Regions from separate parts of the Mus musculus genome. Here regions 2, 3, 4 and 5 are each linked to region 1. The links are chromatin contacts, called in public Hi-C and promoter capture Hi-C maps. All regions are on one chromosome and are shown on one strand. Each heading gives the region's core, a stretch centred on a gene start, on an enhancer-like site or on the middle of the called end of the contact. The rest is flanking DNA. Distances are from core to core; before and after follow the strand shown.

The links. Promoter capture Hi-C pulls out the DNA fragments that hold promoters and counts their contacts. Hi-C and Micro-C count contacts between places; a contact is called where the count stands out from the background.
Region 2: a contact with region 1 is called in a promoter capture Hi-C map of liver, with 2.8 times the contacts expected there. The contact joins the promoter of Nedd9 here to the promoter of Txndc5 in region 1. A contact is called at or near these places in 1 of 39 promoter capture datasets (liver) and 1 of 115 datasets of contacts at active chromatin or transcription factors (astrocytes).
Region 3: a contact with region 1 is called in a Hi-C map of CD8 T cells, with 5 times the contacts expected there. The contact joins the promoter of Smim13 here to the promoter of Txndc5 in region 1. A contact is called at or near these places in 5 of 39 promoter capture datasets (embryonic stem cells, hippocampal neurons, liver and 1 more) and 1 of 484 Hi-C or Micro-C datasets (CD8 T cells).
Region 4: a contact with region 1 is called in a Hi-C map of regulatory T cells, with 8 times the contacts expected there. The contact joins the promoter of Lyrm4 here to the promoter of Txndc5 in region 1. A contact is called at or near these places in 4 of 39 promoter capture datasets (hippocampal neurons, liver and pre-B cells) and 1 of 484 Hi-C or Micro-C datasets (regulatory T cells).
Region 5: a contact with region 1 is called in a promoter capture Hi-C map of hippocampal neurons, with 4 times the contacts expected there. The contact joins the promoter of Gcnt2 here to the promoter of Txndc5 in region 1. A contact is called at or near these places in 4 of 39 promoter capture datasets (hippocampal neurons, liver and stem cell-derived epiblast-like cells).

What each region holds. Positions count from the first base shown.
Region 1 is chr13:38,526,442-38,531,119 of GRCm38.p6, reverse strand. It overlaps Txndc5 (thioredoxin domain containing 5), which reads left to right and starts at 2,636. Exons shown (of 10, transcript NM_145367.4): 1 at 2,636-2,932. The coding sequence starts at 2,712. It overlaps Gm31834 (a long non-coding RNA gene), which reads right to left and starts at 3,217. Exons shown (of 2, transcript XR_382215.4): 1 at 1,158-3,217; 2 at 1-813.
Region 2 is chr13:41,356,184-41,360,861 of GRCm38.p6, reverse strand. Nedd9 (neural precursor cell expressed, developmentally down-regulated gene 9) reads left to right here and starts at 1,861. Exons shown (of 7, transcript NM_017464.5): 1 at 1,861-2,009. The coding sequence starts at 1,998.
Region 3 is chr13:41,247,789-41,252,466 of GRCm38.p6, reverse strand. Smim13 (small integral membrane protein 13) reads right to left here and starts at 2,623. Exons shown (of 2, transcript NM_001135577.2): 1 at 2,153-2,623. The coding sequence starts at 2,228.
Region 4 is chr13:36,114,796-36,119,473 of GRCm38.p6, reverse strand. Lyrm4 (LYR motif containing 4) reads left to right here and starts at 2,117. Exons shown (of 3, transcript NM_201358.2): 1 at 2,117-2,399. The coding sequence starts at 2,314. Fars2 (phenylalanine-tRNA synthetase 2 (mitochondrial)) reads right to left here and starts at 1,831. Exons shown (of 7, transcript NM_024274.3): 1 at 1,469-1,831.
Region 5 is chr13:40,884,944-40,889,621 of GRCm38.p6, reverse strand. It overlaps Gcnt2 (glucosaminyl (N-acetyl) transferase 2, I-branching enzyme), which reads right to left and starts at 2,864. Exons shown (of 3, transcript NM_008105.3): 1 at 1,337-2,864. The coding sequence starts at 2,255.

The DNA.
Region 1 (4,678 bases), core at 1,387-3,886:
AGGTCTGAGAGAGAGAGAGAGAGAGGGAGAGAGAGAGAGAGAGAGAGAGAGAGAGAGAGAGAGAGAGGATGAAGGTGAGTTGGAGGCAAAGCTCTGAGCCTTTAATAGAGAAGCCAAAAGGATGGCAGACTCAGGTGGAGTTCCTGTCATTGTATCAATGCCGCAGAGAAACAGTCAATAGAGTATTCCTGGTCAGAGTCACATTGACAGAAACAGTAACCATACCAGTAACAGAGAGCCTCCACAACAATTGGCCACTGCAGTTAATACCTGAGACACAAAGAAGAAAAGTATTTGACTGTCAGGCTTGGAGGTTCTGGGCAGTGTTCATAGCCACCTCAGTGCTTTAGACAGCTCCCCAGGGTGGGAATACAGCTCCTCACCTTAGGAGGCAGGGAATGAGTGGTAGGGCTCCTGAGATCGCCTCTGAAGACACACCTTCAATGATCTTAAAACCTCCCACCCTGCATCTAAAAATTCTACCCCCTTCCACTAGCACCACTCTGGAGATAGGTCTCCAACACATGGACCCACAGAGGTTTACATTCAAGACCCAAACCCTAGCACCTTTATCCAGATATTAGAAACAGTAAACATTCTAGATTCCCTTGTATAAAGGGGTTCCTGATGGAAATGTCAAAATCACCAAAGTCACCAGGAATGATGACAGGAAAGGGTTGTTGGGAATTCTGTCATCTGGAAGGCACCACAGTCTTCAGTGAAATAGGAGAGTGTCCTGGGAGGATGGCAAAAACTGCAAGGGCAGATGATGGTGGGATGCTCAGTAGATCCAATATGTCGGGAGCTGAAGGTCTGTGGATAGAAGGGAACACATTGGTAAAGGGTGCTATCTGCCTTTCGTCTCAACTGCACGAGACGCAAGAGTGAAACATCAACCAACAGCCAGCGTTCGAGAGGGCTCCAAGAGCTATGGTCTGTGCTAGTGGTTCTCAACCTTCCTCATGCTGTGACGCTCTAATGCAGGGCCTCATGTTGTGGTGACCCCAACCATAAAACTATTCATTGCTACTTCAAATCTAGGATTTTGCTACTGTTACAAGTCATAATGTTAATAGCTGATATTTGACCCCCAAAGGGATCTGGAACCACACAGCTTTGGGCAGGTGAAAAAGGAGTTGATATTATAAACATAGTACCTTCTGTTGCGATGTCTTAGCAATGAAGTGAGAGAAGTATTGAGGAGCATAAAGCTTTGACCTTGACAGTACAGATGACATGGCAAGAGTTCTTGGATTTCTGGTCACCAGCAAGCCTCACAGGACACGAGGCATGGCAGAGCACATCACAGGAGGCCTTCAAGGACAGCATCAGGGATTTCTATTTTAGTCTGTATGCCAAGGCTACTGGGCAGAGTTGGTGTGCTGGTTCAAGTTGGAGCAACAAATTGCCATAGTCAAAATCACGTGGGCAAAGGATGCTCATAGAACTTCTCCTGCGATGGGCAAGTTTAGGTCTGTTCAGGTTAGGAAAGCCGGAAGAAGCGTTTGGCTGAACTGTGCTTACTCAGAATGTGAGGGCACAAAGGGAGAGAGGGGGCAAGCAAGAGATGCTGCAGTTTGGTGTTTGGAAAACCATGGTTAAACATTTACAGGTGGACGAACCTAACATGAGAATAGTTACAGATGATGTGAGTTTCCCTGCCCCTCCCTTTACCACCACCCCCAACTGTTGCTAACCCAGGCTTTTGGTTTAGGGAGGCTGAGGCTAATAAAGATCAGGTGATTTTCAGAAGTGTTGCTCAGAAGTCCAATACAAGATGGCCATGTACTCTTCTTACTATGCCCGTTGCTTTTTCCCAATAAAAGATCACCATATATATGTCTTATGATGCCAGCTTCCTTTTCATCGGTACAGAGCATAGCTCTAGGACCTCTCTCAAGTGTCTAGTGGTTGTTTCGTTCTCCCTAACTTAGCTCCAGGTTTTCAAGGCAGGGCAGGGAGCTTAGATTGCCACCCGACTTAAAGTTCAAGAGTTGGCGTGGGTCCATGCGCCCCAGCCCAGGCGTTAGCTCTCACCCAGAACAGCTGTTGCCATTCATTTTCCTATCCAGGGTGAGTTAGGGCACACAGGGCACTAGCCAGGGCCTGAAGGAAGGGCCACTTTGACTGCCTTTCCTTTTCAAAGTGAAGGCAGGGCAGGATAACAGAGGAGGTGCTCTTGGGAAGTGGTTTCATCACACCCCCTGAGGCCAGGCCCTCAAATCACAGTTGAGCTTTGGCTAAGAATCTGACTTATGCAAGAGCAAACCCCACACACGTTTGCCTGATTTCCTCCTTTCTGCTGACAGCAGCTCAGCTTGGTCCTAAACTCTCGGGTCTCTTGGTGTCTGATTAGTTATCAACAGAAGCTGCCACTGTTCCATAGCTTGGCAGCTTGGCCTCTTCGTCCCTAGCAGGGAAAGGCTGATGAGGAGCTTGGGAAGGAGAATGAGCTCAGCGGGATGGAAGGGAACCGGACTGAGATAGCGCTGGAGGTGCTGCACAAGGACCCCAGGACCTAAGCGACCTCTTCCTGGTGGCTTTCAGCAGAAGACAGCAAGTTGCTAGGTGAGCCGGCGGGACAGGGGGCGTGGCTCTGCGAGCGGGGGCGTGATTGAGGCGTGGCTCTGCGGTCGTGGGAGGAGCCGGGGCGGGAGCGGCGCCGCGGAGGGGACCCGCGGCACGAGCGAGAGCTCGCCAGCCCCGCCACGATGCCCCCGCGCCCAGGACGCCTCCTCCAGCCGCTGGCCGGGCTGCCGGCCCTGGCCACGCTCCTGCTGCTGCTCGGGGCGCGCAAAGGCGCCCGGGCCCAGGAGGTGGAAGCGGACAGCGGGGTCGAGCAGGACCCGCACGCCAAGCACCTGTATACGGCCGACATGTTCACGCACGGGATCCAGAGCGCCGCGCACTTCGTCATGTTCTTCGCGCCCTGGTAACTGCAGCTCCAGCAGGCCGGCGGAGCCCGATCTGGGACCGGGGACCAGGGACCTGGAGCCGGGGACCGGGGAGAGGGCGCGAGGCCGCGCAGGCTGCGCCGGGGGCGTGGGCCGCGCTCGGGCCTCGCCGCTGACGTGGCGCTAGCCGCCGGCCTGCGAGCTAGGAAGGGCGGGCCCCGAGGGGAGACCCGGAAAAGCCTCTCCACCCCGCCACACTGCTGGAGTCCAGGCATCCCCCGCTTCTGTCCCCTGCCCAGCTCCCCAAACTTCCTGTGCTGGCCGGACGCGGCGGGAGCCCGGCGTCCACGTGCCCTATCCTGAAGGGTTCTTCCTGCTGGCCCATCAATATTGGGTTGGATTGGAAATCTAAGGCCCCCTCAAGATGTGATTGCCCACTTTGTGTGTCGAGGGTAGGAAAAGATAGCCTAGGTCGGGAACTGAGACTTCCCCGGCCCCTGGAGTCCAGCGAGGTGCCAGTTTTGGAGTCTCCGCTGCACGCTGGAGTGGATGTGAGCTGTATTCTCAAGGCCTTTAACTCTTTCACCTCCTGTTCTCATTTGGGGCCCGGTCATTTGGAAAGTGTGAGGTCGAACTGTTCTTCCTAAAAGTCATAACTTCAGGCTTCCATTCTTCGGTTGGGGCTTCCTGGTGCACCTCACTACCCCAAGAATTAGTCTAGACATAGCAGTGCTTTGCTACTGGGGCCTAGATGCTCAGAGAAAGAAGTTCTCCGGTCCACAGCAGAAAGCGGTATTTAGAGCACAGGCTCTTGAGATGTGGGATGTTCTGGCTGTGTTTATTGCTGAGCAAAGTACTCTTCCTCTAGCTCAGTAGGGACTCATTAAGGACAGGGGGTTAAGCAGTTAAGAAAAATGTGCCTGTGGAATCCAATGTAGTCAGTGATTGTATTTTTCTAAAGTGGGAGAAACTTTGCCCATAACCCTAGAGCGGGCTATTACTGCATTTCAATTCGTTTAGTGTTAAATTAACTTTGTGGGGGAGGGGATCATTTTGGCTCACAGCCATTATCAGTTAAGAATGCAGGAATGGGATACACTGTTTTACATTCCCAAGAACAGCCACTTGAGTCTGTAGAACTACCATTGAAAGAAAAAGACTGGGAGTCTGCCACAGTCAGTCGCGTTAATAGTTACTCTGTGCACAAGTCGTCTCAAAGTAGTGATTCCAGTTAAGTACACCACAGGACTTAATTGGAGTTGATTTCGGTGGAATAAATCTAAGGGTTTTTAGTTTTATGAGAAAAGTTGACATGCAGGCAGGGTTAGGTTCTCTGGAGTGCTGATGGAGTTTTAAGTTTAGAATATATGCAATGAATAACCAGCTAGTCTTGGCCAGTTGGGGTATACACCACAGATTCTTTTTTTTTTTTTTAACTCTATGGCTTACAGACGTTTAGGTCGAGGCTGCTCTCTAGGATAAGCCTTCAATTGTTTGCTTCTTGCTATTCTGATAAAAATATTAGAGAGATGTAGGAGCCCACCCATGGCCTTTGAAGGCTGGGTTTTTGATGTTTTAAGGGGAAGTTGAGGCAGGATCTCTCTGTGTAGCCAAGCTGACCTTGAACTCATGACTTTGTTGGTCTCAGCCTACAGAGTGCTAAGATTTCAAAATTTTAAGAACAACATGGTACTCAAGGTAGACTACGCTGGGTCCTCTCCCCACTTCTTTCTCACCGTGAGTGCCTGGAATGTTCACTGTCCATGTGTGATGCTGGGGCAAGG
Region 2 (4,678 bases), core at 612-3,111, 2.8 Mb before region 1:
TTCCTATCACACTCAAGGAAAACCCTAGCTCTCTTCCCTAGCAGGTACACATTATTATGTCCTCATTTTATAAGGCTAGCATTGCAAAGTTAAGGAATGTGTATCGATTTGCCTGATAGGAATCAAGCCATCTACCCTGAGAAGACAATTTCACAAACGCCTAGCACAGGCTTTGGCAATGTTGAGGTTGAATGGGTTAGCCTTGCTTTAATCCACTCATCTAAGCATGATTCAGCCTGGCTGCTGAAGAAGTCAAAGGAATGCTATCTCTGTCTCCTGGGGAACCAGGACAAATCTAGAGAGAAAGATTTGACTTGTCCTACAAACATAGGTCCCTAGTGTGAATCTTCAGGGCTGCCAGGATGATCCTGCTACCGCAATCTGCTTCGTGCCTAATCTGTGTACAAAAGACCTTGCGAATCACACAGGTTCAATTCGGCTTTGAGATCAGGAAGTAAAAGCCATGACCTGGAAGGGGCCTGAACCGGGATGTCAACTTCACGAAGGTGGCCAGGGACATCTTGTAGAGCAAACTCCAAGCTGCAGCCAAATGTGGATTCAATTGTCAATGTAAACCCTACCCCACCCCCACCCCCACCCCCACCCCCAGAAACCACTTTTATGCGGCATCTGCTCTCCTATGCTTTTGGCTTAAATCATTTATTTTCAAAAGTTTTAATCCATTGGAAATTTAGAAGGGGATTGGGGAGGCAAAACTGATTCTGGACTACCTTAGTCAGGAAAGAAGTAAGAGCTGATTTTTTTTTTCCACCCGAGTCGTGCAGTCTGGCTGGAATGCATCCCAACTGGGGGATAGTCCTGAATACTCCAAGTCCTGAGGCCCGAGGAAAAGAAAAGCCTGTCTTCTCCTGAGTGATTCTCTTTCTCTATAGAAATCTCAGAATGGAACCGCTCTACAAATCATGTCCCGCGCTCTGCCTGAAAGAGGCTGTTCTTTTTTTTTTTTTTTTTTTTTTTTTTAAACCAGGCTTATCAAACAGAAGCGTTCTCCCTGAATAATAAGTGTGAGTGGGCTAATGGGTCATTTGGGGGAGAGAGGTCAAAAGGAAAAGGCCTCGGTGTTCAAAAGCGGAATCTGGCAATGCCAGCGGTCAAAGAGGAGAGTGCTGGCTGGACAGGCGTGATGTATCGGGTGTGTTCTATAGAACCTGCATGGGTTCCCACCTATCCTTTATCCTCGGAGGTCCTAGTGAGAAGAACCGGGAAGGCCTGGTGCTTATGAGTGAGTTCCTTTTCATTGAGAAAGAAATGTTTTCCAGCTCCTAGCAGACTGACTTAGCAAAGTACTTTGAACACTTGGGGGTGAGGGGAGCAGCCACAGAAAAGGGAAGGGGAAGAGAAAAGACAGGGAAAGAGAGCTATCAGCAGGGGTGGTTAGTAAAAAAAAAAGGGGGGGGTACTGGAGACAGAAAACCCTTTGTTCCTCCAGCTCGTTTCATGTAGAGATTGTAAGGTGAATGGCTTTGAAATGAAATGGGTTTATGAACTAGTTGCTAGGTCACAGGAAGCGCGATCGTCAGACTGCTTTGTGAATTCGGATTCTTTAAAACTTAGGTTACTCTCAAAAGGAACGTACCTCCTTTGTCTGGTTCCTATGTCTTTCCTCTTTATATTTTTATTTCTCCGGGTGGCTGGGGCCGCCTCCCCACTTTCTGTTTTCTCCTCCGCCCTTTTGATAACGTGAAAAGAAATGATCGTATTACACGCTCTTTGTCGGAGGGTTTCAGAAGTTAGAGGTGGGCGGGGTGGAGGCGTTACCTTCACCGCCACCAGCAGCCAATGGCGGCGCGGTATGCAAACGAGGCCCGCGCCGTGCTGGTCTGGATCTGGGCTGTGAGCTCAGAGACTCCGCAGTGCGCGGGAGGCGAAGGCTTCTCATTTCCATCCAGCCCAGCGCTCAATGGAGGGGCGGACTCTGCAGTGCCTCACTCACTGTGTGATTCGATAGGACCAGGGCTCATCAGATCACCGCCGAGATGAAGTACAAGGTAAGAGTGCCTTGTACGCCGTCTCCTGAGAAGCTAGAGGCAGCTGTGCCGGCCGGCGCCTTTCCCACCTTGACAACTGGGCAGGGATCCCTTGTGTGTCTGGTTTTGCCGAGCTGCGTCTGATCTCGCTTCCAGGCTTCCCCCGGGTGTACCGCCAGCAGACATGCGCTTTCAGATCCACTAGTTCTTGGTGCATGGTTCTGAAAGTTGTTGTGGGTGGCGGAAGGCGGTGGAGTAGAGTTAGCATAGGAGCCGCCGCCAGAGATCAGAGGGTGTCTAACTCGCCTCGCAGCAGGCAAGTCGCAGGTCTCTGCCTGACCAAAGCCAGCTTGGGGAGCCATAATAAGGAGAGTCAGAACTGCTGAGTCTCTGACAGGTTCTAAAAGCACCTTTTCAGATTTTTGCCTTAAGCACTTGATCTGGGAAGCTGTCTGCTCGAGGTCCTTTCGGTAGAAGCAGATTAAAAACCCAGACACTATCATAGGCGCGATGATGGAGAATTCCCACATCCTTATGAATAAATGGCTGTTAGTCATTTCTGGATAACTCTTTATTGGGGTTGAACGGGTCTGAAAGTATGAAGGCTCCGGCTGGCTTATTTTCCCTGACGCTTACAGAATGTCCTGCTCATAATTTTGGCAGCTCTATTTTCCACTGCATTTTGCACCACGGTTTCTGGGGTTACTCTTGGCAAAATGATTATGCCTTGCTCAGCACATCCCGTCTAATGAGGCAGTTTCCAAGGGACTTGGCCCAGTAGCAGTTCATGGCAATGACTTGGCGGTACTTACTTACGATCCTTTTTTTTAAAAAAAAATTTTTTTTTTAATTTTAATGGTGAAGAGACATGAGTCCTCGACTTTTAAAGGACTGTGTCATTTCAAAAATTCGTTTTGGTAAGGTGACTTAACAGAGCCAGTTAACTGACTTAGCTAGGGGCTAACTTGGCTTCCCTCTGCGGTATGTAGCCTCTGGCCCTTCCTTTGGGATAGAAGGCTGTAGCTAACAGCCACTGGTTCCCTGTCTATAAATCTTGTTCAAAAGCTGTGAGCCAAAGCATGAGTGATAGTTGTTGGGGAAGTTCCAGCAGTCTAAAGACCCAGATATCTATTGTCATCTCCTATCAGCTTTCCATTTCGTACATCTATGGGGAGGGGCAGAAGAAAGGAAAGCTCTAGGAGTCAGTCAGAAATGATGCAGCTTTCTACCTGGCAGGAACAGAATCTTTTTGGAAGTGATGGGGATACATGGTATCAAGCCTGCAATGTTGTTTTTTTTTTTTTCCTTCCCATTCTCCCTGTTGTTGAATCAAGACAGTGTTATAGAGAAAAGAGAAAGGATTAACTCTGTCCATCATTGGGACATTAAATAGCTGGTGTGAACTCTGAGTGCTGTAGTCTAGAAGGTGAGGACATGTGACGACATCTAAAGTCACTTTGGTTCAGTGACCTCATCATGTTTCGCTTTGCTCTTTATGGAAAGAAAATATCATGGGGACTGATGATTTACACTGCAGGTGAGAAACTGCAACTGGGGAATGCTTTCCACTTGGCTGAGTCTGCCCAGAGTTGAACACTTTGCCGAGCAATAGAAATACATGGTTATTTATCATCATCATCACCATCACCATCATCACCATCATCTCATTATTATTGTAGACAACTTCACCAGCAAAAACGCTATGCTCCCCAAGTAAACAACTCACACATGGGCACCCTGAGTTGACCATAGCAGAAGCGAGCCACTTTTCCCTCTGTCATAAAGTCTATTTAGCTAATGAAAGATAACTGTCTTTCAGGAGAGAATTAGTCATTCTGTGTAGGAGATGCTGAAGCAGAGGCATGATGGGTAAAGCGATACAAGTCCGTCACACTTAACTCTCCCCATTAGCTCCGAGGCACACTTATTTTCCCAAAGTAGCAACTGTGGCACACAGAAGTTAAATGATGGGTTTTTTCCGACACACCAACTGAGGAGCATGGGATTAAAAGTGATCTTGATCTAATACTGGTGATTTAAACACTACCAGGAAAGGGAAAGCAAACCCTAAAACAGAAATCATCTGTAACTCCCTAAAACATCCCTCAGACCAGTATGTTCTGGCCTCAGAAAGTTCAGAACTATTCCCTCCCAAGTATTCTCCCAGGATAGTCAGTCTTCTATTTTGTTTCAGTGGTAACTCTGCAAACTGAAATACGAAGTTGGCATTTATTTGTTTAATTGGAGCTACTTAAGTAGTAAAACCAGATAATTATTAGATTGTAAAACCCAGGAGTCTGGAATTATCTCTTAAACACTATGTTGCACATAAACTATAAATTTAGCTTGGGCTTAAAAATGGATCATTGTAAGATTTATAAGTCAGGCTTAAAAGGCTTCTCTTTCTTTTTCTTTCTTTCTCTTTTCTTTTTCCTTTCTTTTTTGTCTGTTGTTAACCAGATGGTCTTGTTTAGCTACTTCAGGGTTCATAACCAGGGTGCAATCAACTTCCACTCAGTTTGTCCTCAAAATACACAGCTCGAGGCAGCCAGCAATTACAACTATGAGGGCTGTGGAATGCAAGCTATTGCTTTAGGTAAATCTTTCCACTTAGTACACATCTAGTCTGCTTTTAGTTTACTTACATTTTTGTTTGTTCGTGGAAAGACTGTCATGGGTGTTTAAGGTTC
Region 3 (4,678 bases), core at 1,374-3,873, 2.7 Mb before region 1:
CACACTGCGGGAAGACCCTATGAAAGTACCAGGAGGTGACGGCCATCTACACGCCAAGGAGATGCCCTTAAAGCCCTTCACGCCTCCAGCACTGTGAGAGTAAATAGCTGAGGGAGAAGCAAGGCAGTCTGGGATTCTGCAATGGAGCCCCCAGCAAACTAACACGGCACCCCAGGTCCCAGGTCAGGTCTGCCCCTTCCCCCTCCTCTTCAACCTTCAGCCACCTTCTAGTCAGAACAAAAGGGCTGCCCTACCCTGTCATTAGTTTCCCAACAAGGAACAGTATTTGGACTACGTGATAAAGCTGTTAGTTTTAAAGGTATCAGACCTTGCCTCTCGCTCAGGTTTCCTGAAGCTAATGACACTTAGAAAAACTAGCAAAACTAAGCAGCCCGCCGGCCAGTGAAAGGTAAGAAAGCAACCAGGGACTTAAAATGTCTCAGAGCAAGTTTGATAAGTGTTGTGTCCAAGATGTAGTATGGCTTGTATGTCACACTCTCACACTCTCATTCCGAGTAGAAAGGGTGACACACGCCTTTACCCCTGTGTCCAACTAACGCTCAAGGGTTTGTTTATTCTTATTTCAAGGCCCTTGAGCTGGGGGCGTGGATTGCCTAGCCTGCAGGAAGCTTGAAGTTCCATCCTAGCATTGAATAAACTGGGTGTAGCCCTCTATGGATCAGCAACTCAAGATCCTCCGCCTCCTCCATACAGCAAGTTCAATGCCAACCTGGTGGGGCTCCCACCTCAAAAAAAAAAATGCAAACAACAATTAATGATATCACCCTTTTCACACATTAGAAACTGGGGAGATGTTATTTCATTTTTTTATGTCATGAAAAAAAAAAGAGAAAAAATTGGCCATCGTATTTCAGGGTTTCTCTGTATAACCCTGGCTGTCCTGGAACTCACTCTGTAGACCAGGCTGGCCTTGAACTCAGAAATCCTCCTGCCTTTGCCTCCCAAGTGCTGGGATTAAAGGCGTGCGCCACCACAGCTGGGCAAAACTGGCCATCTTTAATCCTAGGGTTTGGAAGGCTGAGGCAGTTGGACCTCCATGAGTTCAAGAACAGCCTGGTCTACATGGTGAACTCCAGGCCAGCCAAGGCTACGTAGTGAGACCCCGATTTTAAAAAGGATTCTTTAGATCTAGAACCACTAGAATTAGCCAAAAATGTTAGAGTTGGGACTAGCTCTGTATGTAGTTCAACATGTGCTGAGCATATGTGAAGCCTTCGGTTCAGTCAGCATTACTGACAAAATTTAAATACACATATAGGTGTCTAAATATGTAAGTGCATATCTTTCCAAATATAGCTACTGGACTGAGCATTAACTATGTAAGAATAAGCTTTACAGTATTTATAAAATTTTAACCCAATACTCCATCACTTCAAACCCATACTTGGTCTTCTAAATACCAGTGCTTACTGTCATTTATTTGAAATACTCTCCAAACTCTCACAATTGTTCAGTCTCCTGGCTGAGACCTGTGGTTATCAGCTATGTGCATAACGAATTAAGAGGGATGGAAAACACGCCATGAGAACAGTTTAACGTTCCTTCCCTCCTGGGAAGAGAAGTACACAGCAGCAGACCAAACAGCCCCAGGACAGCAGAACCAAGATAAGGTTCCCTGACCCTGGAAGTTTATTACCGCCAGTGGTGTTTTTTTTTTTTTTTTTTTTTTTTTTTTTTTTTTTTGGCTCTGCCCATTATCAAGTAGGCTGGGAATTTGGTTAAAGCCTGAACTTGGAAGTAAACAAACAGCTTCACGTGCGCTGGAAACCCAAAAGGTGATGAAATCTCTCACTAGGTTCAGAACATCCAAATAAAAAGATGAAACCGATCACTGCTCCTTCGAATACAGGCCACGGTGAAAGATCTGGGTAGGCTGTGGCATTATGGCAACCAAGGACAAACCTGCCGGGGAAGCAGAAACGTGCTTCTACCTCGAGTCAGGATGCCAGACCTGAAGGTTCGCTGAGCCTGAAGGTTCGTGATGCCCGGGCGACCTGCCCTGAGCAAGAGGCATGACTCCTCTAAACTCGGTCTTGGGAGCCCGGTGGCCACCGAGACCACCGAGGTGATCACCGTGGACACTTGTCCACGCGAGCTTTCCCGACCGCCCCCGGCGTTACCCCCCACTCACCGCACACCATCAGCAACAGGACGATCAGCAGCGTGGCCACGAACACCAGCAGGGTCAGCCCCACGTTGTGCCACATTTTGAGAGCTGGGGGGTGGGCGCGGGCTCAGCGGCGGGCGGCAGAGCGGCGGGGCGGCATGGACCGCGGGTGCCCGAGGGCAGCGCCCCCAGGGGGCGGAACTTGGCGGTGCGGGGGCGGGCCGCGACGGGACCGGCCCTCAGACCTGCCCCCGGCCGGGGCGACCGAGTCGCTGGTGGAGCGGGCCTTGGGACGCCACTACCGCCTCCTCATCGCTCCGGGGAGCCGGAGCCACGGCGAGCGGAGAGGCCGGCGACGGACGGACGCGCTGCCATGGCGGACGTCGAGGCGGGGAAAGAGTGATCTGGAGGTGGCGCGGCGAACGCCAGGCCCTGGCTGCAGCTCACTCGAGGTCCCCCTCCTCCCTCGGAGACGCCAGATGTCAACCACTCCCCGAGGCCGCTGCAGCTGCTCCTCCGCTCCCCGCCCCCTCCCCCGCGGTAGCTCATCACCAAGCACCCACTCCGCAGCGACTCAGCCGCTGCGCGAGGCCTGCTGGGTAATGTAGTGCAAAGATCGGCGAGAGCTCCAGGTCTCCGCCCAGCAACGAACTACCACTCCCAGGAGTCAACGCTGCTCCGGCTTCTCCTTGCTCTCCTTTCCCGTCCCCTGTGCCTTTGGTGTTCTTGAGCCGCCACCTCCAACTTAGAGACTGCTGATTCTTGTTCTCAAGACTGTGCGTCGGACTGTCTCCCTGCCGAGGTGCCAGTTACATTTCAGCCGTTAATTCAAATACAAAATTGGTTTTAGTGAGCAAAAGGGAAAAGAGGATGGCTGTTGCCTGAAAAACAGGTTGTACTTGAACCCAACCTATTGCTCCCGGCAAAGGTTAGTTACTTGTGAGGAAATAAGTCCCCTGACGTCAGAATCTGGAAAGCCTTCCCCCTCCCCCAGCAACAGATGTTGTGTTGTGTTTTCACAGATAGTACGCTTCAGAAGTAACTGGTGAGTGACTTAGAGACATCTGTGCTCTTAATTCACCTACCTGTTTAGCAAGTTTCGTTCTGTTGTCTCCTTTAATTCAAGCAACATCTGGCCAACAGCCAAAGGTTTTGCCACATTTGCTTGAACTAACTTCTGAAAAACAAGGTATTTATCTCAAGTCCTTTTTTTCTATTTGAAATTAAAACTCCCAGTTCTGCCACATCTGTTAACGCAAGAGGTGATCAGCCCTTTCCTCCCTGAGAAATCAAGGCTTTCGCCTTCCACTGCAACTCTGTGCTAGCCATTCCCAGATGCCCTACTGTGTAAACTGCTTTCCAGCTAAGACGCAGCATAAAAATACATCAAGGCATTACTGGCTTTGCGCAAGATTTAATATACAGTTCCTGTGGAGAGAGTTGAGCTCGATGCAATAAATTTAGAAATCAACTTATTCATTTTTAGCAGATGATCCAACTCACTTGCATAACGGAGCACGTTTGATTTACAATCTGGTTGAAAGGAATACATTTGAATAGATCTAGTTCAAAAGAAATCAGGAAGAATCCAGACCTTTTTACCTTCTCTTTCATTCACATACAACAAACACTTCTGTGTGCTCTGGACTTCTTTGAGGTGCCAAGGATAAAGCCATGGCAGGGGCTGGTGAGATGGCACTGACTGCCCTTTCCGAAGGTCCTGAGTTCAAATCCTAGCAACCACATGATGGCTCATGACCATCCGTAATGAGATCCGATGTCCTCTTCTGTCAGAAGACAGCTAGAGTGTACTTATGTATAATAATAAATAAATCTTTAAAAAAAAGTCATGGCAATACAGACAATAACATAAATAGGGGTGTGCAAGGATTGCAAATCCCCAATGAAAATAAGTAAAGCACTGTGGCGAACATGGGGGTGTTGAGATTGTAGTCATCGAGAAAGAACTTCCTGAGGAAGTAACATCTGATCTGAGTCCTGAGTGAAAAATCCAACCATGGAAAGACCTACAGGAAGAGCGTCTACATAGGAAGAGCGGTGTGTGCAGCCCCCAAGAGCCAGATAAACTTGACCTCCCTTCCAACCCCTCAAGTCTGATGTGCATTTGACTCACCAAAAGGAACTCAAACTACAAATGCCCATCTCTTATCCCCACAGAGTGAATGCCAGTCTTCAGGGCAAGGAGCAGGCAAAGTAGATTTTTGTAAAGCTCCCAAGTGGATTATAATGTATCCTCCAAAACTGTGGCTCGCAAAGAATAATCTCAGATGTGCAGGATGCTCTGGGCACGTGTCAGAACTACCCTGGAACTATTGAATCAAGGTTTGGATGAGAGCAGTCGTCTCTGGCTTGGTGAAAAGTGGGAAGATGTAGGACACATTAAATCATTAGGATTAGTGTGGATGGACGAGAGGTAAAGAGTGAAGGAAACAGAAATCTAAACTGACTTGAAAAGGCTGGATCTGTGCCGCCATAATTAGCAGCACTTAGAAGGAGGGTCAGAAGTTCAAGGCCAGCCCTGTCTACACG
Region 4 (4,678 bases), core at 868-3,367, 2.4 Mb after region 1:
ACTAATTTTCCCCAACACTAAGAAGCTATCAGTTTCCTAATCTCAACTGCTCTTTAACTGAAAAAGCTACTGCCCAAACTATTTTAACTCTGCATATTCTATGAGCTGCATTTGATCACACAAAGATAAGCCAGGTCGATACATTACTGTACACATTAGTAATTAACTCCTTTGTAATTAGGCATCAACTGCATACAGTAATTATCCTAATTTCACTTTCAAGATGAAAGTAAAATACATTTAAAACATATTCCCCACTCTTTTATGACAAATCAAAGTAATTTAAAACGTTTTTCCTTCTCATTCTGGTAATTTTGTCTACCTGTAACTTTTAATGTGTAGGTTTTCCTGGGGCATTATTATCAATAGCAATCAATATTCTATTACCTCAAGAGACCACAGCTCTGTTCTGACTCTGCAACAAGGGGAAAACCTACTTTACAGATGTCAGCCATTTAGAAAGTTGCAAGTAAAACTCAAAATATTAATGGATCCCATTAAACTTGAGTCAGTGACCTGATCAAACAAACAGAAAGGGAACAAAAGGCAAGTTCTGTTCCATTTATTTAAAAATTAAATTTGAAATTTAAAAATCTATTTTGACTAAGACAAAAATCAAACAGGGGCTTAAGAGTGTTTTTATAAAAGCACTGTATCGTCAATACCTTTGATTGCCACTACATCAAGACGAGTAGGTATACTTAGATTCAAGGACAACAAGTTGCAAACATGTGATCCAGAAAAACACAGATTGTTTCGAATAGAGAATGAAAGCTTGATACACCAAAACAAATGATAAGGCATGGTAAATTGACTTCCGTCTTATCGTTAAAATGACTCTTTGCTGTATTTAGGGACAGAGAATTTGCAGGTAGTGGCTTGTTGCACCATCTTAATATAAAACAATATTCCAAAACTAACGAGTGAGTTCCAAACACAAGAACCAGAATTATTCGAAGCTTCTCTTCGCACAGTCCTAAGATCAAGGAACAACCCAAAAACTTAAGTACTTTAGTAAGCTGGTCCGTGATAGCTAAAAGCTGAGAAAAACCCTCTTTTTGCCTTGGGTCTGAAATGATGTCTAGGAAATCCCCTAAAGTCCTAAGGGTTCCCTTATTAATCATGACATCTAATTTATTTATGTGCTTGTTTGTTTATTTATGTTTACGCACTACAAAACCGTGCTCTTAACAAAAACAGTAGTGCATCCCACACTTTTAATCCCAGCACCGGGAAATCTGTGACCAGGAGCTCAAGGGCAGTCTGGACTACAAAACGAGACCCCGTCTCAAAAACAGGAAAGAAAAAAAAAAAAAAACAGAAAAGAAAAGAAAGAAAAAATAGTAAACAAACAAAAAATAGTGTAGCCCCTTAGTGAAGATCCCGGAAATGGAAGTCACAGCCGAATGCAAAGTGCATAACAGTCGGCGACCTGACACCTCTACTCTGCAGCAAGGCCAGCACTCACCCAGCGTACGCCGGGGAAACCAAACGCGGGCGTTTCGAAGTCCGCAAAGCGGCCACACACTCACTCCGCCGTCACTGAGCTTAACCTCTGGCTACCGAGACGCTGGGCGCGCTGGGCGCCGCCATCTTGACGGGAAGAGGCCAGGGCCCTAGGTCCCTTGAGCCGCTCGCCCAAAGACAAGCCGGTGCGCCAGGAAGTCGCCAGCTAGTTACCTCCGCACCACTGGCGCTGCGTCCCCCAGTCACGATGACACTGATAAACTCAGGCTGCCAACCAGACGGATCCAAAGCAAAGTCACCCTCGTTTTCGTGCACAGCAGGTCAGGCAGCGCCAAAGACAGCCGAGCCGGGCAGGGGCAGGGCTGGGGAGCGCGGCTCGTAACCCAGGCAACGGGGCCTAGGCAGGTGTAGGGGGCGTGGTGTCAGGAGACACCGGGATCTCGGCCACGCCCCCGGGCGGTTCGAAAGGCGGAGGAGGCTTTGAGCCCTGGTGTTCGAGCCCGCGACTGTCCTCCCGAGGAGCGAGCCTGGGGCTGGACGGCTCGGCCTCCTGCCGCCCGAGGAGCCTGTGAGGAACGCGGAGCCTCCAGGACACGGGCGCCACCCCTTAGCTGCCCGCCGCCCTGCCTGCGGCGCCACCTCTCGCGCAGGACGCGAGCCAGGCCGCGCGCGAGCCAGGCGGAGCCTCTCTTCTCCTGCCTTCCAGCGTGCTTTTTTTTTTTTTTTTTTTTTTTTGCATCGTTTGACATTTGGGTTCAGTTAAACTTGGGGCTTCTACGAAGAAGGACCTGTTTGGTTTTGTTGTTAGGGTGTTTTTTGGTTTGTTTGTTTTTGTTTATTTTCAACATGGCAGCCTCCAGCCGCGCACAAGTTTTAGATCTGTACCGGGCGATGATGAGAGAGAGCAAGCATTTCAGCGCCTACAATTACAGGTGACCCGGGGGGAGGGCCGGGAATCGGGTGCCCAGCTCTGTCTGCGGGGGTCGCGGATCAGGCGGCCACAACCTGTGAAAGTGACAGGCTCCACTCCCATGACGCGCACGTGCAACTGTCCACCCCCAGGTGTGACCCTCAGAGCCCTGGAGGGGAGGAGCCAAGGACTTGCCCTTCAAATGCTGGGATACCTTCCCTGAACTGACACCCACATAGGGGCTTTAGGACCATTAAACAGTGTCCTGTTTCTGCGGTACAAAGTGATGAACGCGAAGCTACCAGTGAGAAGCTAGGACAAGGAAACTTAGGGCATACCTATATCTTGCCTTGAGATTACAAGAGTGGAAGCAGGCAGTCTAGACCACGTGGACACAAAACTGAAGGCTTGCTCTAGGGCCCCCTTTCATTTCACTAGTGTTTTAATTCGTGACGTTGGTTCCAAGTATCAGATACGTTCTTACTAAAGGATGGTGGAGAGGGGCTACATATTCATGTTAAAGGTAAAATGAGTTGCTAAGCCTTTAAAAACTGAATTCTTAGTTTATCCAGCCTCGCCAAACTGAAATCTTACTGCTAGATCCTAGAGTCTAGGACCTATAACAAGAGGACAGGAGCATCAATTCTTCAAAAACATTTAAAACTTAAATTTATTTTAAGTTATAAAATGTATGTTAATGAGTTACTATGCGTGCACCTCACTTAAATGCACTAAAACTTACATTTTTAACTCTGCCCCATTTCTTTCCTTGCTTGGCCTATTCCCCTACTTGTATGAGTCCCTTATACTTCCTTGCCACATGGTAGTGGTGCACACCTTTAACCCCAGCACTGGGAAGGCACAGGCAGCCAGAGCGCTGAAATCGAGGCCACCATGAACTACACAGAGAAACCCAGTCTCAAAAAAACCAAAACAACACACACACACACACACACACAAAACTCTACCTCAGAACCTCCACCTTCACAGTTTCTGCTTCTTTGAAACTTCTGACCCAACATTTCTGTAGAGTTTTAGGGTTTTTCTGATATTTGGTGTCTTATTGATTAATTACCTGAATCCTTTGAGATTGAATCTAAGAATAAGAATCTGATGAAACCAGCTCATTTTCTCCAGACAGTTTGCTTATTTTCATTTATTTCCCAAGTCTTTCAAGTACTTAACAAGCTGTCCTTCACAGCTGCCCAGGCATGGGCTGGGTGTCTTGGCAGTTAACTCCTGAAACAGACCTGGTTCTAGGTGCACCCTTCTCTAGGGATTGAGCTACCCGTCCGGCTATGCACTACTTTAGTCTGTGAACAGATGCACCAACTTTCCCAGCAGTAATTCATATTTCAGAAACCTGCTGAGAAAATAATAGTTGTCGTGTCAACTGAGAATAGCACATGGGTTGGACAAGTGAGCTCATACCCAGCCGAACATAGGTTTTGATTTTATGTGATGACATTGGCTTTGGAGGAGAGGGGGCATAAACACTAAACCTCCTGGTAGGAGTTTCCACAAATACCTGTTATTACTTACTATTGATGGAAGACAGGAAACATGGAAGTAAATGCTTGGAGTGTTCCTTGCAGTCTAGAAGATGTCTGTCTCAAGAATAAAAATGGACTGAATAAACAGAGACTAAGCAGAGGTTCACACTGGGGGGCCCAACTGGAAACAAGTTCTGTAAAACACTGATAGCAACCCTAACAGAATATGCAGCTTTAGAGTTACTGGGCCTCAAGGACTTAGTTTTCTTGGTGATGAAACTAATTCACTGGACTACACAGCCTCTTAGGGGCCTTTTCGTCCTAAACTTCCATCTGGAAGTGACTTAAGAGCCAATACAGAAAGGTAGGCTGTGCCTCACAGAAAATTGAGACTGAGCTTCAACACAAGCAGCTGTGTGCTGACACGCACGCAGAGAGTAGTCTGTGCCTCACACAGATGTAATTTCCACAGGAATCAGGTGCTCTCCTTTTCCAGATACCATGTATCGAAACCCTGTGAACCCTGCCAGCATTATGTCCCATGAAATAAAACTAGCGTCATATAAAATAAGACTGCCTTTACAAATACCCTATAGAATTCAAATATAGCCCTGTCCCTCCATTGTCAATCCAACACAGTCATTCACTAAGTACCCATTGAGCACTTCTTTGTGATGGACTATTTTTCATGAATCGAAACTAAGCACTAGAGAAACTAAGTCTGCAACAAGAAGGTGGAAAGGGCCACATATACCAGGGTATATAGTCTCTGCTGTGGAACCCAGATTTCATTCTTGGAGTTCTGAGG
Region 5 (4,678 bases), core at 1,615-4,114, 2.4 Mb before region 1:
TACATGTGTCTGTGTGTTACATATATAACACCTGTGTTTGTGTTATATGTGTATATGTCATAGGTTTGTGTGTATGTCTGTTTTTACATGTGTGTGCCTCTGTGTTACATGCATGTGTTATATATGTGTATGTGTGTGTATGTGTGTATCACACAATGCAATGATACTTGCCTGAGTTCAAACATAGTAAAGCCCCATATTTTGCCCTTCATTCACACAACACTTGCTTTTCCACACTCTTCCATCTAACGCAAACCTACTGAACAGTTACTGTGTGATGTAATTCCTGAGGCTACAGCAGTCACATGACTTCAATTTTATGGCGCATCTACAGAAAAGACCAGCAGCCAATGAACGCAGATCAGTATGTCTGGCCACTCTACATTGTGACTTTTTGCGGGGTGGGGGTGGGGGTGGGGAACCTGGGCAGTGGTCTGGTCTATGGCTGGGGGGAGGGCAGTGGAGAAAAGTTAAAGTGGCCCTCCTATTAGTGGGCAAAAGCTCTTGGGCTAAGAGGAAATCTGACGAATTAGTGAAGAAGAAAAACTTCTAGAACGAGCTAAACACAGGCCTAAGAAATGACTGTGACAGGCATAAGCTGCGGTGGTGCACGGGGAGGCACTGTTTGGCAATGGTCCTACAAAGGGCAGCTTGTGCACTCAGGAAATCCAGGATGAGGACTCTACACTGCAGTTTGCATCTCTAATCTCTATTTTAAAAGAGGCAGATTTTTCAAAAGTCCTTCAAACACAGCCACCCGTCAGCATCCCTGGGAGATGAGTGCCAGGTTCCCTTTGGGTGATGAAAACCTGCAGCTGAGTGAGTCCTTTGCATCAAATGGTGCAGCGTTTTCACATAATCTATACACACCCTTCTGTACATTGGCATGTTCTCTGCCTGACTTGTAACACCTAACTCAGTGTAACTGCTATGGGATAATTGTTAAACTGCATTGTTTAAAAAAAAAAAAAAATTGGGCTGGTGAGATGGCTCAGTGGGTAAGAGCACCCGACTGTTCTTCCAAAGGTCCGGAGTTCAAATCCCAGCAACCACATGGTGGCTCACAACCATCTGTAACGAGATCTGACGCCCTCTTCTGGTGTGTCTGAAGACAGCTGCAGTGTACTTACATATAATAAATAAATAAATCTTTAAAAAAATTTTTTTAAAAAATCACAAGGAAGTTTACACACATTCAATACAGACACATTGTTTGTTTTTTCCCCAAATATTTTCCATCCAAGATGGGTTGAACCCTGAAATGTGTCACCTGTGGACCTGTGGATAAAGAGGTCTGTGGGCCTCTCCTTTGCATGAACCATGAACTCTCACATACCTGGAATCCTATTGAGCGTCACCCAGAAATGCTCATCGGGACTGAAAGTATCTTTGGACCAATGGAGCAAATCAACCGCCCGTGGGTCACGGAGAACAAAGTTAGCAAACTCTCTCGACAGGGCGACATAGGCAGAGCCAAAATAAATGGTGAGGTTGTGGGGAGGTGGGGGCTTCAGAGCCGTGGTTCTGATCACGTAGGAAAGCTCTTTGCTTAGGTGTTCCCGGTGGACGTACCTGGTCCTTCCAATGGCGTGGGCTGGAGGCAGCACCCCGGGAGTGAGGTTCTTCCCCTTAAGCCCTTTCAGGTACTGAACTATCTCCTTGTTGGTTTTCAGGGGGAAGTCTTGTCCACAGGTGTTGATGGCGTACTTCCAGGGGACCTCGGAGGTGGACAGGTCTTTGATGCAGTTCAGGTCAGCCTGGAGCCGGGAGATTCCACCATAGACCACCGGCTCCATCTTAGAAGCCAGAAAGGCATTGGGGAAGCAGCTCACTAACTGTTCCACGGCACCTTTGAATTCAGCTGTTGCCTTTTCATCCACGTGAACACAGTAGATATTTTGAGGCATGAAGATTGCCCTGAAGAGCCTTGCAAAGGTGTCAAAATTGTGATGGATGACCATGACATACGCCAAAGGAAAATCGACCTCTTCCTGAGATAAAGGGGCAGTGATATAGTGGCTTTGGGTCACATATTCTGTGCAAGAAGGCTTCTCGTGAATCATTAGTTTGTTTCTCCACAGGAACCGGCTTTTCCCGTCGATGAAAGATGAGCACACTTGAGCCAGCATCACCGAGTCTGAGATGTTCAGCTTCTGGTAGCTTTGATCTCCTCCAAAACTTAACACGTAGAGCACAATAAAAACGATGACAGTAGTCACAGACACTATGAAGAAGTAACGCACGGACGGAGGCATGCCTCAAAGAGGGTCTCCGATGTCAGAGTCCGTCAAGCTTGGCCAATCCCTTCTCGGACTTACTTTTTCCTGGGAGCTCTCGCTGTGGTACATGCTCCAGTCAGTGTGAATTGCGGCTGTTTTGTCTCCCGGAGCCCAGCAGCGAGCTCTCTCCTGGAGCAGATATTAGAATCTGATCCCGCCTCTCTCAAACCTCCTTTGTCTAAATCCTAGCAGCAGGTTGCCGAAGCCCAGCCTTTTCCTCCTCCTCTGGCCTCCCAGTTTGCATCTGCTGACTTTTACTCTCCCTGCTACCTCTTTTTCAATTGAGTTTCTCACCTCCCCTTTCGTTCCTTTCCTTCGGGGGTTTCTGCTAGCTCTTTCCTCTTGTTACAATCGGCACGGCAAACCCCAAAGTGGATGGGATGAGCCGGGCTAGGCGTGTGAAGGGTTTCCTGCCTTCCTCCACTGCCTCTCTCTTCTGCTGTGTTACCTACTCTCCCCAGTGTGCCAGGCTAACAACCCAGGGGATCTAAAAGAGCCTCGGTTCTGTTAGTGGCTGTTTCGGGAGACTCTACTCGAATGACACAATCTGAAATAAAAGCACACCTCCTCCATCCCAGCTCCATTGTAATGTTTTCTGGCCCCACCCCACCAGTTTCCAAAACATGAGCTCCCAGGAGGAGGAGTTCCGGTCCTAAGGGATCTGACCGGGCAGAGGTGGGGGGGATGGGGGGGGAGTGACTTTGACTTAAACCCCCCTCTCCTCGTACTCTGGCCTCTGCCCTGGTGTTACAGAATGTACAGGTAGTGAACTGTACGGTCTAATTTGGATGAGACCTGAAGACTTCACAGAAAAGAGTTGAATCCTGGCCGCGAAGGACGTTCAGATCTACATCTCAACCAAGAACCTTAAGGGTTTAAGCACCCAGAGACCACTCGGGAGCTCTCCTATACTCTTGACTTTATAGTCGAAACAAAACAAAACAAAACAGGGTCTCAGGCAATCCATTCTGACCTGGAACTATCCTCCAGCCCCTACCTCCCAAGAGCTGGGTTTTCAGGATCTACACACTCACAACCCAGCTTTCCACCACCTACATTTAGATGCAGTTTTAAGCAGTGTCCTTTGGACTGGGGGCTGCCTTTCCATTTTCCTTTGCTAGTTGTCTGCATTTCTCAAGTGAGAGTCTGTACCTTGTGGGTTGACTTGCAATGGGAAATGAGTTTGCATTCCAGCCTGTGAAGAAAGAGTGCCCTTCGGTGCCCAGTCTTCCTTCTGCAGTCTAGACTAGCACAGCATGCAGAGTCCTTCCAAGTAGGAACTTGAGATTCCAAGCGCCCAGACTCCAGCCCAATGGCATGCCATGTCCTGAGCTACAGTTTCATTCGTCCAGATTTTATTTACATGTTTTGTTTTTCCTGTTTATATATTATTTTTCTTTCCTCTTACTAATCCTCTTCCTGCACCTGCATCAAACAAATATTCTGAGAAACCCTCCCCTGGGCCTTTAGGTCAGTTGTGAAAGAAAATGCAGCCATTTTGTAAAGTGGTTCACTCTCCTTCAAGTTATCTTCTTTGGTGTAGGGCAAAGGACAGTTCTATCTCTGTCTTCATCTTTTTTTTTTTCAAAAATAACACTGTTAAATATTAGGTTATTACATCTGCTGTGTCTTAACAACAGAGGGTAATTTTGTCATCAGTAATTTCATTTTGGCAATGCCCTCGGCTTAGAATGAATACTGAAATAGTTGCAGCCTGACAAAGCATTCGGTACACAGATACATAACTTAATTATGGTAACTGAATCTGTTTACATTACCCTTTCCAACTGGCCAATAGCACGGAGGTTCAGATTTGTGCAGACTCGGGAGGGGAGGTGGAGAAACACTAATGACATTACTTTATTACGATATACAGATACTGCCCAAAATAAGAATTTTCAGAATGCTTCTGAATTCAATCCAGAACTGCCAATGATGCTGTTCACAGGTTCAAAAATGTAGCTATTGTTTCTCTTTTGCCTGCCCTTGGACCAATTTCCCCAACTCCCAGTTCCAAGATTACAAATCCCTCTAGGAGAATGTTTTGCAAAACCAGCTATCATATTTGAAGATGCCTGTTACCTGGTACTTCTGGTCAGGCTGCAGTCCAGCCTGCTTATCCAGAATGGAGACTGTGAGCTCTTTGCTCCTGAAACAGGACGTCGCAGCCTTCCCTACTTGCCTTTTCCTTCAGTCAAGGACAAAGTTGATACTTGCAGCCTTAGCAACCATGCCCCAGGTCCTCACTTTGGAAGCAATTACTCCTGACCTAGCCAATTAATCAGGCTAGACAAGTCTATCTTTCCCTGGGGCCATCTTAAAGACATTCTCTCTGCTGCACACAGAACCCTTTATGTGGTGAACGCTGTTCAAGACTTCTTTCGGAGGACTGAATATAT